Regions from separate parts of the Drosophila melanogaster genome. Here region 1 is linked to region 2. A link is a contact called in public HiChIP or PLAC-seq data. All regions are on one chromosome and are shown on one strand. The core of a region is the stretch at or near the end of the contact, and the rest is flanking DNA. Distances in the headings are between cores, read along the strand shown.

The links. HiChIP or PLAC-seq counts read pairs in DNA pulled down with a chosen protein or histone mark.
Region 1: a contact with region 2 is called in a Psq HiChIP or PLAC-seq map of the Kc167 cell line, with 4 times the contacts expected there. The contact joins the promoter of fog here to the promoter of Cyp6v1 in region 2. A contact is called at or near these places in 1 of 107 Hi-C or Micro-C datasets (wing imaginal disc) and 1 of 6 datasets of contacts at active chromatin or transcription factors (the Kc167 cell line).

The regions. Positions count from the first base shown.
Region 1 is chrX:22,853,480-22,859,868 of dm6, forward strand. It overlaps fog (folded gastrulation), which reads right to left and starts at 1,715. Exons shown (of 3, transcript NM_001272855.2): 1 at 1,564-1,715. All of the region lies in intron 1 of CG42346, which reads left to right.
Region 2 is chrX:20,655,410-20,661,868 of dm6, forward strand. It overlaps Cyp6v1 (Cytochrome P450 6v1), which reads left to right and starts at 1,713. Exons shown (of 4, transcript NM_001298570.1): 1 at 1,713-1,893; 2 at 2,120-3,471; 3 at 4,416-5,234; 4 at 5,569-6,016. The coding sequence starts at 3,004. The coding sequence ends at 5,844. It also overlaps asRNA:CR45466.

The DNA.
Region 1 (6,389 bases), core at 465-2,964, 2.2 Mb after region 2:
AGAATGGCTAGATTTCCCACATCCGCAGAGTCAGAAGGTCAGCATCGGGCGTGAGACCGGAAAAACCGCTAGGATAAGCCCACGAAAACGAGACATCCTGATACCCAGGAAATAATGAAGCAGGATAATAAGGAGTACCAGAAACGAGATACTGTGGGTTTCGAATCTGTTATCCAAATTTTCTGGGCTGTATACATTTCGCTGGCTTCCTTTCAATTTAATTTGCATTAAGAAACAAGTTTCGCAGCGCAAAGTAATAATGGGTTATTCGATGGGCATTATAAAACACACATAAACGTTAAATAAAAATACATACAATCCACTTACTTTTGCTGTTTTATATCCCAAAACAAAGATGCCGAAGAAGGTGCGCTGCTTTTGCTTTTAGTTGCTTCTTCTTTGTCTTTTCCCCACTTTTGTTTTTCTTTGATTGTGGGTTAATATCAAGTTGTTGTAAAAATAAATTAGCATACAAATAAATAATAAACACCACAAATTGGCTCGTTTTGAATTTCGATTTGATGGCGGTTGAGCTTAATTTTTTGTTTGGTTTATTAAGAATTTTATATGTATGTGTTGATTGGCTTGCTGGTAAGAGCCAGTTCAAACTTGTAAGATACTAAATTTTTTTCAGTTGCTTAAAGTTTTCCCGTCGCTGGCTGCCTTTCATTTTTCGCTGCAGTTGTTAGGCTCATTAGGACAACACGGTTTTGTATTCGATTTTGTTGATTTATCTATTTTATTTCTCCAACTGTATCACATGTATTATCATATAATTCACAAAGACTTTTGCGCACACGAAAAAAAAACACACTACAACAAATCGACTTCAAAAGGTATCAATGGTAACATCCTGTTTGGGAAAAACGAAAGAGAATTATTTTGTATGCAACATTGAGTGCAATTCAAAAATAATGCCTACATGTGCACCGAAAATAGCTTAAGATTGTGAAATATTGTAGATATTTAATATATATCATTGTGAAATAACGTTAACTAAATATTTATAACTCAAAGCTAAGCTTCAAATTATGGTTGGTACTAGTATTTTAAAGTTGATCTCGGGTTTTTCAGTAGGCGAATCTATATGTACGGCGCACATATATTTTTAAGATTATAAATTATCGGACGCCTGTTGCTGTAAAGACAACAACAAGTACAACGACAACTGTTTCACAATGTAGTATAAACACAAAAGCGTAGTATATTTATACATGCCTCGTAGTATGTATTTTATTTTATTCTACTTTATTTTCACTTCGTTCGTTCTCTCTTTCCTGTTTCCTTTTACAGATAAGCATTCGAATGTTTTTTTGTTTTGTTTTAGTTTAGGTTCTTGTTCAAATTCAAATTAAAATCGGGTCAAATTTAGATAAAATAAAAGCACACGAAGAAACGTTTTTAAGGGACACAATCAGAAGATATTTATGTATATTACAAATTTATATTCCCATGTTACTATTTGCTTTTAAGTTATATGCGCCACGTTTTGACCGATTGCACATGTCTCTTAAATATCGAATTTATGTTACAAATTCAATCGAAATGATAGTGTTACTTTACTTTTTTCATTTGCTACTATTGTTGGTGATTTTTATCCGCTTTCTTCCCCCCTCATTTCTTTTAAGTTTTTTTTTTTGAAGAGACTGTAGCGGGCGGACAAGAGAACACGCACCGTTACCGATCACGTTCACAGTTGTTTTTTGAATGAGAAGCGGCTTCGAAACGTGTCGTCGCAGGCGTCGACGTCGGCGCCGCAGTCGCTGCGACAGACAGAGAGTGGTCAGATATAAATATACATGTACTGTATATATGTATATGTACGCGCGTTCGACAATGATCTTAGCCGAGAGAAAAGAGCCGATGCGCGGCATTAGGGAACTCTTTTCAAAGAGCGCGCTGAAGCCGCGCTCAGTTTTCATTGCTCTTAAGTTGCAACTGCACAAAGAAATCATTTTGCTGTTTTGATCGTGCATTGTTTTGAGTATGTATGTCATTAATTTAAAACAAGAGAGAACGCTATAGTCGAGTTCCCCGACTATCAGATACCCGTTATTCAGCAAGTCCAAGTGGGACGAGACTTTTCAACATTTTTCACGAACATTAGTAGAAATTGGTGGGAAAAAATTAATTTTAATTCTCTAAGGTCTGGGCAGGATATATTGGGCGGTTTAAGATAGCATATCTTCGGCATATCTATAAATTGGAAAAACAACTGGTTTAATACAAAAAAATTAAATCATTTCTCAAAAGTGTGGGAGTGTCAGTTTTGGTGCATTAGAGTGGGAATTTTTATCATATCGATAAAAATTAACAAGAGTCATAGAAATATGGAAAACTATCAAAACATTATGCAAAGGTGTGAGCGTGGCAGTTTTGGGAGGTTTGTGGGCGTGGCATCATGGGGAACAAACTTTCGCTGCGTCTAATGTCTCTAGAATCTAGCTTTTATATTTTCTGATATCTCGACGTTCATACGGACGGACAGACAGACGGACATGACCAGTTCGACTGGTCCTGATTGATCCTGATCACGATACATATATACACATGTACATATACAAGTACATGTACATATACATATACATATATGGTTGAAAACGCTTCCTTCTCCCTGTTACATTCTTTTTAACGAATCTAGTATACCCTTTTACTCTTCTCGACAATTCTCTTTTCTTTTTTGTTTTTCCCATACATGATTAACATTTTCTTCTGTTATGTTCTCTTGTTCTCAATTAGGGAGATGCTCTCTTTTGGCCGCCTGCAAAGGATGATTAATGATGTTCTCTGCTTTTAATTTTTTCTGAATGCTGCTAGTTGTTCAATTTAAAAAGGCAGTACGGCTCTTCCTGGTAATTTTCCGTTGGCTGTTTGTTTCTATTTACATATGTACTATGTATGTATGTATGTACCTTATTAAATAAAATTTTTATTTTCAATTTTGTCCGAGTTCGGTAGACCCCTACAGACACTACTAACATTCGGAAATATGTAAGGCTAACTGGAGTGGCCGGCTTAATAAAAATATCTCGGAAAAGCTGGAAAGTCGGAGATGGATTTCCTCGAAACCTAATTGAAGTTGATAGCAGTCATGGTTTTGTTCCCCGTCATCATCATTGGGCACTGAATCGCAAATCGCACTTCTTGGTAATTTTAGCCGCCACTTGAGCCTGTGCCGGTGTTTAGGCCAACATAATGGCCAATTAAGGCCACTTTGTCGTTTACAGCGTTTCAATTTCGATTTGATTAAGGTGAATTCCCTTTATTTTTTATGCAGTGATTCCGGCTAAAATTCATGAATAAAAGCAATTTTATGTAGATGATATAGATCATTACTTTAAAAAATAAATTTACAGAGTTAGCTTAGGGAACTAAAAATGACCACAACTAAACTAAGGGTATTTTGCCAAGTGTACGAATTGGGATCATCCCCATTTCCCTATTCTCTCATTCTTCGCCGTCTTCCCTTCGTATGGACTTATCGATGCGATGGTCAAGTGTGCGGGGCTCGTCTTCGGTCATTCGCCCAAAAACTAAAAATCGAAGAAACAAAAGTTAAACAAATAAGAAAAAATACCGAAATGTGTTTTCGTACTTTTCCTTCTTCTTGCGCAGATGCTGCGTTGTTGTGAAGCAAAAGTGATTTAAGTGAAATCAATTAAAAAATTTCGTTTTCTCTCGATTGTTTGCCTTCGCTGCTGCTTCTTCCCTTCCTTTTTCAGACCCCACCCCCTTTCGCTGACCTTTTCGAGTGGCATTTGAATTTTCAATGAAAATTAATTTCTTTCTACATTTTTCCCGTCCAGCGTATTATGTCCCCTCCCCACTATGCTAATTATTTTCACTTTTTTAATGTTCTAGTTTTCACTTTCGAACAAATTTGTGTCTCTGTGGAAAAAACCCTAATATTAATTAAGAGGCGAAAACTAAAACAAACGTTGTCAAACGTTTTGCGTGGAAGTCTAAATACGAAAAAATGTATGTATGTACATACGAGCCAAGAACATGGACAGACGAAGTCGTTGGCACGGGCAACAGATTTGGTATTCGAAAAAGTTATAACTGAATTGGAAAGAGTGACGCTAAGTAAATTGAAGCTTAAAACGCGCAATTGGATGTCCTTGTCACCACAGTAAGACCTTACCACCAGTATTCCTCGCCAAAAAGTCATGATGTGTGGTTAGTGAACATCCGCAGTTCTTATCGTATCGTATTTTCTCTTATTGGAATAAAGCAACAGATCAGTCGGCTATACGCGGTATACGTACATACATATGTACTTAATATATATAATATATACATATATATATATGTATATAATATATAACATATGTATTACACATGTCCCTTATGTAGGCACCCGATGGCAGCGCTCCAAAGTCGAAACGCAAATTGACAACTTAATTCCATCAGAGTTCAAAATCCAAATACGCTCCCCAAAATTTTGCCCTTTTCATAGGCACTTTCCACACCACACCCACAACTCGCACAGTCAGATTCCTATTCGACATTGACATTCAAATCTAAACATAAATAATAACAATGATTAACATATCAACACGCCGCTGGAGCAGGGAGTCATGGAAGGGACTAAATCGCATATGCATGCCAAAGATACTAAAAGAGTCGAAAAAATGGAAAAGCGGGCAGGAAAATAAAATAAATCGATGCCCAGAGCTGGGCTGACGTGAATCAAGTTGAAAGCGAGAAAACCCGAAACATTTTTGGGATTCATTTGCTTTGGGCCTCCTAAAGATAAAATCATCACAATACTACGAGTATGGCGAGAGATAGCCCACGGCCACACGGTAAGTGAGCGTGTTGGAAGGGGGGGGGGGGGGGGGGGTCTGTGTCGGAGAAAAGAAAAGCCATTGAAAAAAAAATAAAGACACGGCTGCAAAAAAGGGATCACATGGCGAGGACAGCATGAAAAGTGGACAGCAATTTGCAAGTTTGCCAAAGCATAAGCCATTTATGTACATACATGTATGTATGTATGTATGTAGCTTTGTGCTCCTCTCTTTCCTCTGTTGTTTCATAAAATTCTTTGGGGATAAACTAAACGAGAATTCAATGCCGGCCAATCTTGCATTGCTATTCTGGCTTAAACATAGAAAACATAAAAGATATTAAGGGGGGAATCATTCAAACAACAATAAAATAAGCACAAGAAATTTGAGGTAAGTGTGATGACAATTTTGAATATGTACATATATTTTCTAACATATTTGTAAGCGTACTTACTTACTATCAGGTACATTTATGATCAGGCAATGTCGTCGAATACATTTGACAATTTTCGGTCTAGGCACTCCGTGTGCGTGCCACCGCAATACCCTCTCAGGGGGTATATTGATTTCAGTCAGTCAGTAGTTGGCAACGAAGTGGAGGAGATATTTGCGACCATTTGAAGTATTTATATTCATAATGAGTATGAACAGACGAGACGAAACGTCCATCTGTTTTTTCAAAAGCCTATTTCCTGTTTCAGTTAAGGGCTGGATAGTGATACGATATCATATAGCTACCATGCGAATAAACTTAAATTAATGAATAATTTTGCTTTTAATTATGAAGTGTTCTAATTCTGTAATTAGCCATTTGTGACAATGTTAAATTTCAGTTTTAATTTAATCAAATTCGGGCAGTTTAGTTCTTTTAATCACACCAGTTTCATTGTTTTTAAATACATGCATAATTGCATAGTTCAAAGGTACATATAACGGCTTCGGCTTGCCGAAATCACCCTCATATCTTGGTTTTTATTCATTATTATCATAGAGGCAACGCTCTTCTGGAGGGCCCCTCCCCCCCCTTCCCATGACCAAGGGCGACGACAGCCAATGAAATATTTCCCTAAAAGAAAACACCAAAAATCGTTGAGCACATCTTTGGCGAGCAGTCGGGCAATGCTCGGCTCCGATACGGCGGACACGGCTTTCTGGGATCCCGAAACAAAGCCGAAAGACAGAAACTCAAAATTCAGAGCCCTAACACTCAAACACTCAGCAAATCGCAGCCGACGAAACTCGTGACATTCGAACTTAGCAATGAGTGATCAAAAAACCGAAAGATCACTATTGCATTGACCTTCCTAAAAGGGAAAACATGGAAAACAAGGAGAACAACTCACTCCGATGAATGCCTAAACGTCGCACATCTGTGGCCCATAATGAGCCGCTACTTGAAATTTCTACACCACCGTGTTATGAGGCATTTGGTTAATTTCAATCGGGCGTATCGACATCCAGCCTCATCCCTATCCTGCTTCCTTAACTTGAGGCCTGCGTCGGTTTTGTTTCTCGGCCATAGTTGGAATGGAATATTCGAATGCTCCATAAGTGGATGTGTCAGGTCTTCCAGAAGTCTCTTCCGCTTTTAAAGTGTGC
Region 2 (6,459 bases), core at 463-2,962:
ATCGAAATCGCCCGCCCAGAGCCACGCCCCTTTGTCAGTTGGCGGAAAACCCTTTCTGTGCGGTCGTGCGTGAAATTTAATCAAAGCAAGACTTAACCCCACGACGCCCCCCATACCAATCGGCGTCCCCTTAACCCCCATGTGAGCCATCAATGTGGCCAACAGTTTTCGGTGTCCCAAAAGTAGACGACATACAAACAACCGGAAATGTTGCACATTTGTAACTTCAGCACACTTTTCCAGAAGGAGTTGAGCGTGTGGGAAAAGTCGGAAAACTGCTCAACAGGGGACTGAGGAGTGGACGTGAAAGTTTTCCATCCGCAGCAAGTGCAAATTTCTGTCAATTGTTGTAAATGGAGTTTCCTTTCTCCTCCGAGCAGCAATTTGTTTGGTAGTGTTTAATTTTTTTACCCAAAATCAGGGGAAAGTAGTTCAATACTGGCCTCACAACAAACTGTTTTCGGGATTCACGAAAATTCAAAGTTTTAATTTCCGATAAGCAACATTTGTTGATGTTTTCGTTTGTTATAAAATAAATTTTAAGCAATAAAAAACAAAAGATACAAGCACACATAAAAGTACTTATTAACTGTAGTTAGTACTAGTTAGTTAACTTAATAATAACACGGCAAAGTTGTTAAGTTATCAGGTAGATAAGTTATACCAAAACCTATCATACTCCACATTTATTTAATTTTGTGCCAGCTTTTTGATTTGGCGCCCACTTTGCACAGGGATGCCTCCTTCGTTAGTTATCGATATTCCCTTGCAAACAGAAGAATACGCGAAAATCAAATCAGCTGAACCGCAACAACAAATGCACGTAACAGAGAAAAAACGAAAAGCAGAGGCAACGAATGGCAGAGGACAGCCAAAACGTTTATTTATAAATCATCACAGGCGACAAGAAATAAGTAATCGAAAAGAACACAATAAAAGCTAGAATGAAAAGCCCTAACAACGAGAAGTGACCATTGTCTTTGTCTTGTACTGCACCCGCTAACAAAAACAAATTTACGCTCTCTTCGCTCTCTTTGTTTTCATCGAAAGATTCGCGGTCACCGTCGCGTCACGTCATTGTTGTTGTTTTGCAGTTTCGCTTTTAATCGTCACTTTTATTTGCGGTCTACTTTGCGCTTTGGCATCTTTCTGTCACCAACAGTGGGACAAACCGAAAGCGCTGGCTCACACGTTGAATAAAAATATACATACATATTTCTAGTAGTTTTTCTGAATATGACTAAAACACAACACAACTTCAATAAATTAGGAATTAAATGTATGAATAAAACGAAATATACATACAATTGCAGTTGTTTTATTAGATATTCCAGCTAAACATTAGAACTAAGCCAAAGATAATTTTTTTGTGATGCATTGCTGTGGGATGTTATTAATTGGACGAAATCACATTTGACCATCACATTGATCGCATCACATACAAATTCAATTATTTTAAGACTTTTTAAAATTAATTTAAAAAATATGGATTTTTGTCATGTATGTAGTTGCTGTGGGGTCGCTGTGCATTCGATTACCTGGACGAAACCGCATTTGACCACCCCTCGCTAAAATGAGTTTCACTGTGCGAACTAGAACATGTGCCTCATGACATGACTGTTCAAATTCTTCGCAAAGCTCTCTTTTTGCGCTCTCTTCTGTATCTGTGTACTATCCCGCCGAAAGATCTCTCCCTCTCTCTTTTGTCTCCCGCAAACTTGCGGTTAATAAAATAAAGCACAAAAGAACAGCATACGTTGATGGGGGCGTCGTCGCCGCTCTGTCGACGTCGCTGCCTTCGTGGGGCTTTGGTCGTTGACGTAGCGTCAGTTAAAAAGCGTCGCTTGGTGGAGCTAGCAAGCGATTTTATTTATATTTTTAGACTTATTTTCTGTAATTCGCTATTTGTAAATTGTATTCGCGGTTTTTTCGCATTTCTCTTGCGACTTCTCTTTCTATCCCTCTCTCTGTGTCTTTCTGCGCGGTGCTCTTCTTCTTTTCGTTCGGCGTGGCTATTTCTTCTTTCGCCTCTTCCATTTGTTGTTGACGTCGCGTTGTTGTGCATTTAATTCTTCATTGTGGTCTGTTTTAGTCATTTTTTTTACATATTTTTTTGTAGTTGTCGTTTCAAATGTGATATAATTAGTTAAGTATTTATTTATAAAACACGCGACGCCGAGAAAAGCCAGAAAGCCCGATAAAGGGACATTGAGGATTGCTAACAAAACAACAACTACAACGATTGGCGGAAAAGAGAGCAACGCAAAGGAGCTACAAAAACAACAAAGACAAAGAGAATCAACAAATAACGGCAAAGCCCCACGCGGAGGAGCGCCAAAACGATAAGAAAAAAGTAGAGCTAAAGCAAAAGCAGAAACAGAAACAACCATAAAACAACGGAAAATGCAGAATATTATTAAACCGCGCAGATAAAATAAAATTTGTCAACCACATTGTTCGAAAGCCCCGACTAAATAAATTGAAAACAAAACTTGAAGAAAGACTATCGGACGATCTTCGAAGAAGAAATATTGCTGGGAAAATAGAACGCTCTTAAGAGAAATGAAATCAGCGAAGTTCAAATAGATTTCCAACAGGAGTTAGAAATGAATTGGATAAATTAAAGATCTCTGTGCAACTAAAAAACACATCAGAAATACGAAGAAATCAAAGAAGCATCATTACAAAAAAAAAAAAAAAATACTATTGAATTTTCACTGAATAAATACATTTAAAAGCTCTTTAGTACTTTATATATATATGAAATCAGAGAACAACTAATAACTTTAGCTTAAAAAACATAGCAAGTTAACTACGGTCGTATAAAAAATACCATATCCGGAGTCATTGTGTCTTACAACAAACAGACGATCAAAACAAAAGCGAAGAGGTCACAACTGCTGGAATAATCTGAAATCTTAGATCGGTCAATCCAAGGCACTATCCGCATATCCCTCCACGATTCAGCCACCGCTGGACCTGACTGCGGATCCCGAGTGCGAGATGGTGTACTCCACGAACATCCTGCTGGCGATAGTGACGATCCTGACGGGCGTGTTCATCTGGTCCCGGCGCACCTACGTCTACTGGCAGCGCCGGCGGGTGAAGTTCGTCCAGCCGACCCACCTGCTGGGCAACCTGAGCCGGGTGCTCCGACTGGAGGAGTCCTTTGCTCTCCAGTTGCGCCGCTTCTACTTCGACGAGCGGTTTCGCAACGAGCCCGTCGTGGGTATCTATCTGTTCCACCAGCCAGCCCTGCTTATCCGCGATCTCCAGCTGGTCCGCACCGTTCTGGTTGAGGATTTCGTCAGCTTCTCCAACCGATTCGCCAAGTGCGACGGGCGCAGCGATAAAATGGGCGCCTTATCGCTATTTTTGGCCAAACAACCCGAATGGCGCGAGATCCGCACCCGTTTAGCACCAGCCTTCGCTGGCGCCAAGCTGAAACAGATGTTCTCGCTGATGGAGGAGGTGAGTCACTCAACCAGCCGGGTCCAAGTTGCAAACTCCCGCTCCCAGGTCCACGACACACGTTCGGAACTCTTACACCGACCAACACAACACACATTTCCACGCTTAATCGCGGGGCCCGATTGAAGAAAAAAATAACCAACAATACTATTTTACTCTGGTTTGACTTGTAATTACACCGATTCCATTTAAAGATAGGAACTGCCTGTTATTCAAATCGAATTCCATTCCCTTACAATCGAAGTGTTTCGCCGGCATATCGTTTTGGATCATAGCTATATTTTAATATTTCGAGGTGCGGCACTTACACCAAGCTACTGGGTAAAATTATTAAATTCAATTTTTTAGGTTCCATTAAATTTCCTCTTCTGATTGTAATGTTTCCAATTTTGATCAATGAGTTACGAAATGGCATATCTTATATTATTGATTATTAATGATAAAAGAACCTCTCTAACGGGCCATGTTGCTATCTGGGGCTTATCAAATCGAACCTGTTTATTGTTACTGACTTGTTGTATCTTATCAAAGGTCACCACCAACTACGGCATTACTACGAAAAAAAAACCATAACGTTTATAGCTCAAGACTTTAGCTCTCCTCTGCTTAGTTTGTTGCCTAGTCGAACCAAAAGTTCTATGCAAATTAATGCTAAGAAATCACAAACTGTGTGCGTTTCAGTAAAACAAATCGAATTTACTAATCATTGTGATAATGCAAATTCCCATGACAAAGCTGAAACTCATGTCCAAACGGTTGACAAGTCTCTAAGGTTTTTCTGTTGTATATCTGTTATGCAAATATCAAGAATCACATCGAGGCACTAATGAAACAAACACTTAATGAAACACTGATTAGCTCTAGCAGCAACATTTGGATACCTATTTATTGATTAACAATCCGTTTGCTCTGTGCTCCTTGTGGGATGTTCTATATCTCCGTAGATCGGCTGCGACTTGGAGTGGTATCTGAAGCGTCTGACTCGAGATCTTAGACGCGGCGACGCGGAGCGAGGGGCGATTGTGAGCATCAAGGACGTGTGTGATCTGTACAACACCGACATGATAGCCAGCATCGCATTCGGACTGAGATCGTACAGCCTGAGGAACACGCAATCGGAGATCGGCTCACATTGTCAGGACCTGTTTCGGCCGAATGTGCGTCGAATAATCGACTTGTTTGTGATCTTTTACCTGCCAAAACTGGTGCCGCTGCTGCGGCCCAAACTTTTCACGGAGCCGCATGCGGAATTCCTGCGCCGAGTCATCCAGCTGGTGATCGAGGAGCGGGAGCGTGGCGGTGATCTGCGCAACGATCTCATCGAGATGCTGCTGACGCTCAAGAAGGAGGCGGATCTGCAGCAGGACAAGTCGCACTTCACGCACCATCGGGACTTCTTGGCCGCTCAGGCGGCATCCTTTGAGGTGGCCGGCATTGAGACCTGCTCGGCGAGCATGTCCTTCGCCCTCTACGAGTTGGCCAAACAACCCCTGATGCAGTCGCGCCTGCGCCGCGAAATACGTGAGGCTTTCGCCAGCAATCCCAATGGGAGGCTCACCTACGAGGCCGTCGCCCGCATGGAGTTTCTCGACATGGTCGTGGAGGAGACTCTGCGCAAGTATCCAATTGTGCCACTCTTGGAGCGCGAGTGCACGCCGATTAACAAGAAGCGCTTCTACTCGCTGAGGCCACACGCCGAGTGCTACACCCGCCGTGGGATGCCCGTGTTCATATCCAATCTGGCCATACATCACGATCCTAAGGTGAGTGCGCAGTTGCATTTAACACATTCCCATAACTGCAAAACTGCAAGTGTTGTTCAGCTCAATCAGTAGTTTGATTCATAGAGCGATCGAGCTAGGAAAGTTTCGGGCATTCTGATATCGAACAGACAAGTATCTGTATTAGTTCCTAACGAGTTCCTATTTCTATGCATAATATGCATGAAACATATCCTTATACCAAAGAAGCTTTTAACTTGTATCGGATATTTAACATGAACAAATTGGGGGAATGATTTATGTTTAATCATAAAGAGTAGTTAAAGTAATATTTCTGTCTAGAAGAGCGTTATTCATTGGGCTATTTCCTTTGCAGTACTGGCCGGACCCGGACCGATTCGACCCGGAGCGCTTTAGTGCGGCGAACAAGGCGCTGCAGGCGCCCATGTCCTACATGCCCTTTGGGGCGGGGCCGCGCAATTGCATCGGGATGCAAATCGGACTGCTGCAGATAAAGCTGGGCCTCGTTTACTTCTTGCACCAACATCGCGTCGAGATTTGCGACCGCACCGTGGAGCGGATTCAATTCGACGCCAAGTTCGCGCTGCTAGCCAGTGAGCAACGCATATACCTCAAGGTCGACTGCTTATAGCCGCCGATCCCATCCAATATCAGCAGCATTACGCTATGGGTTCCTGAAGGGCGGGAGCAGAGCCCCATCGTCATTGTTTTTGTAAATATTTCGGCATGCCTCAAATAAACTTTGCTACGATCTTTTTTTTCTAATCATTAATACAGCTGGCTTGTTTTATGATCTATTTGCGAATTTTAGAAGTACATAGAGCTATTTATTATTATAAGGTGTGTGCAGTACTATGAATTCTCTTTAGAGATATTAGCAGTAGAAAAAAATTTGCAAATTATTCTCAAAAGTATTTTCTCCTCCCACTCGAATTTAAAAATGCTCCATATGCATCATATTAACCTCATTTCATGGGTTAATATCGCTCTCATCTCGTTCGCCATTATTCCAAAGGTGTTGTGGGGGAATAGTGGAGGATCATCGGACTCCATTGAGAGGGAGCAGTGCCCCCGATCTTGCTTTTATTTTTTATGGTCCCGATTTTCTCCACATGCCACCTCAGCGAACTCGAATTTATATTTATTGGCAGGGGGTCGACGGGGGAGGGTCCATTGCGTTCCGTTTCGTTTCGTTTCGTATTGCTGATAACTTATCAGTCAGCCGGGTCTCGGAGGCCTTTGCCCG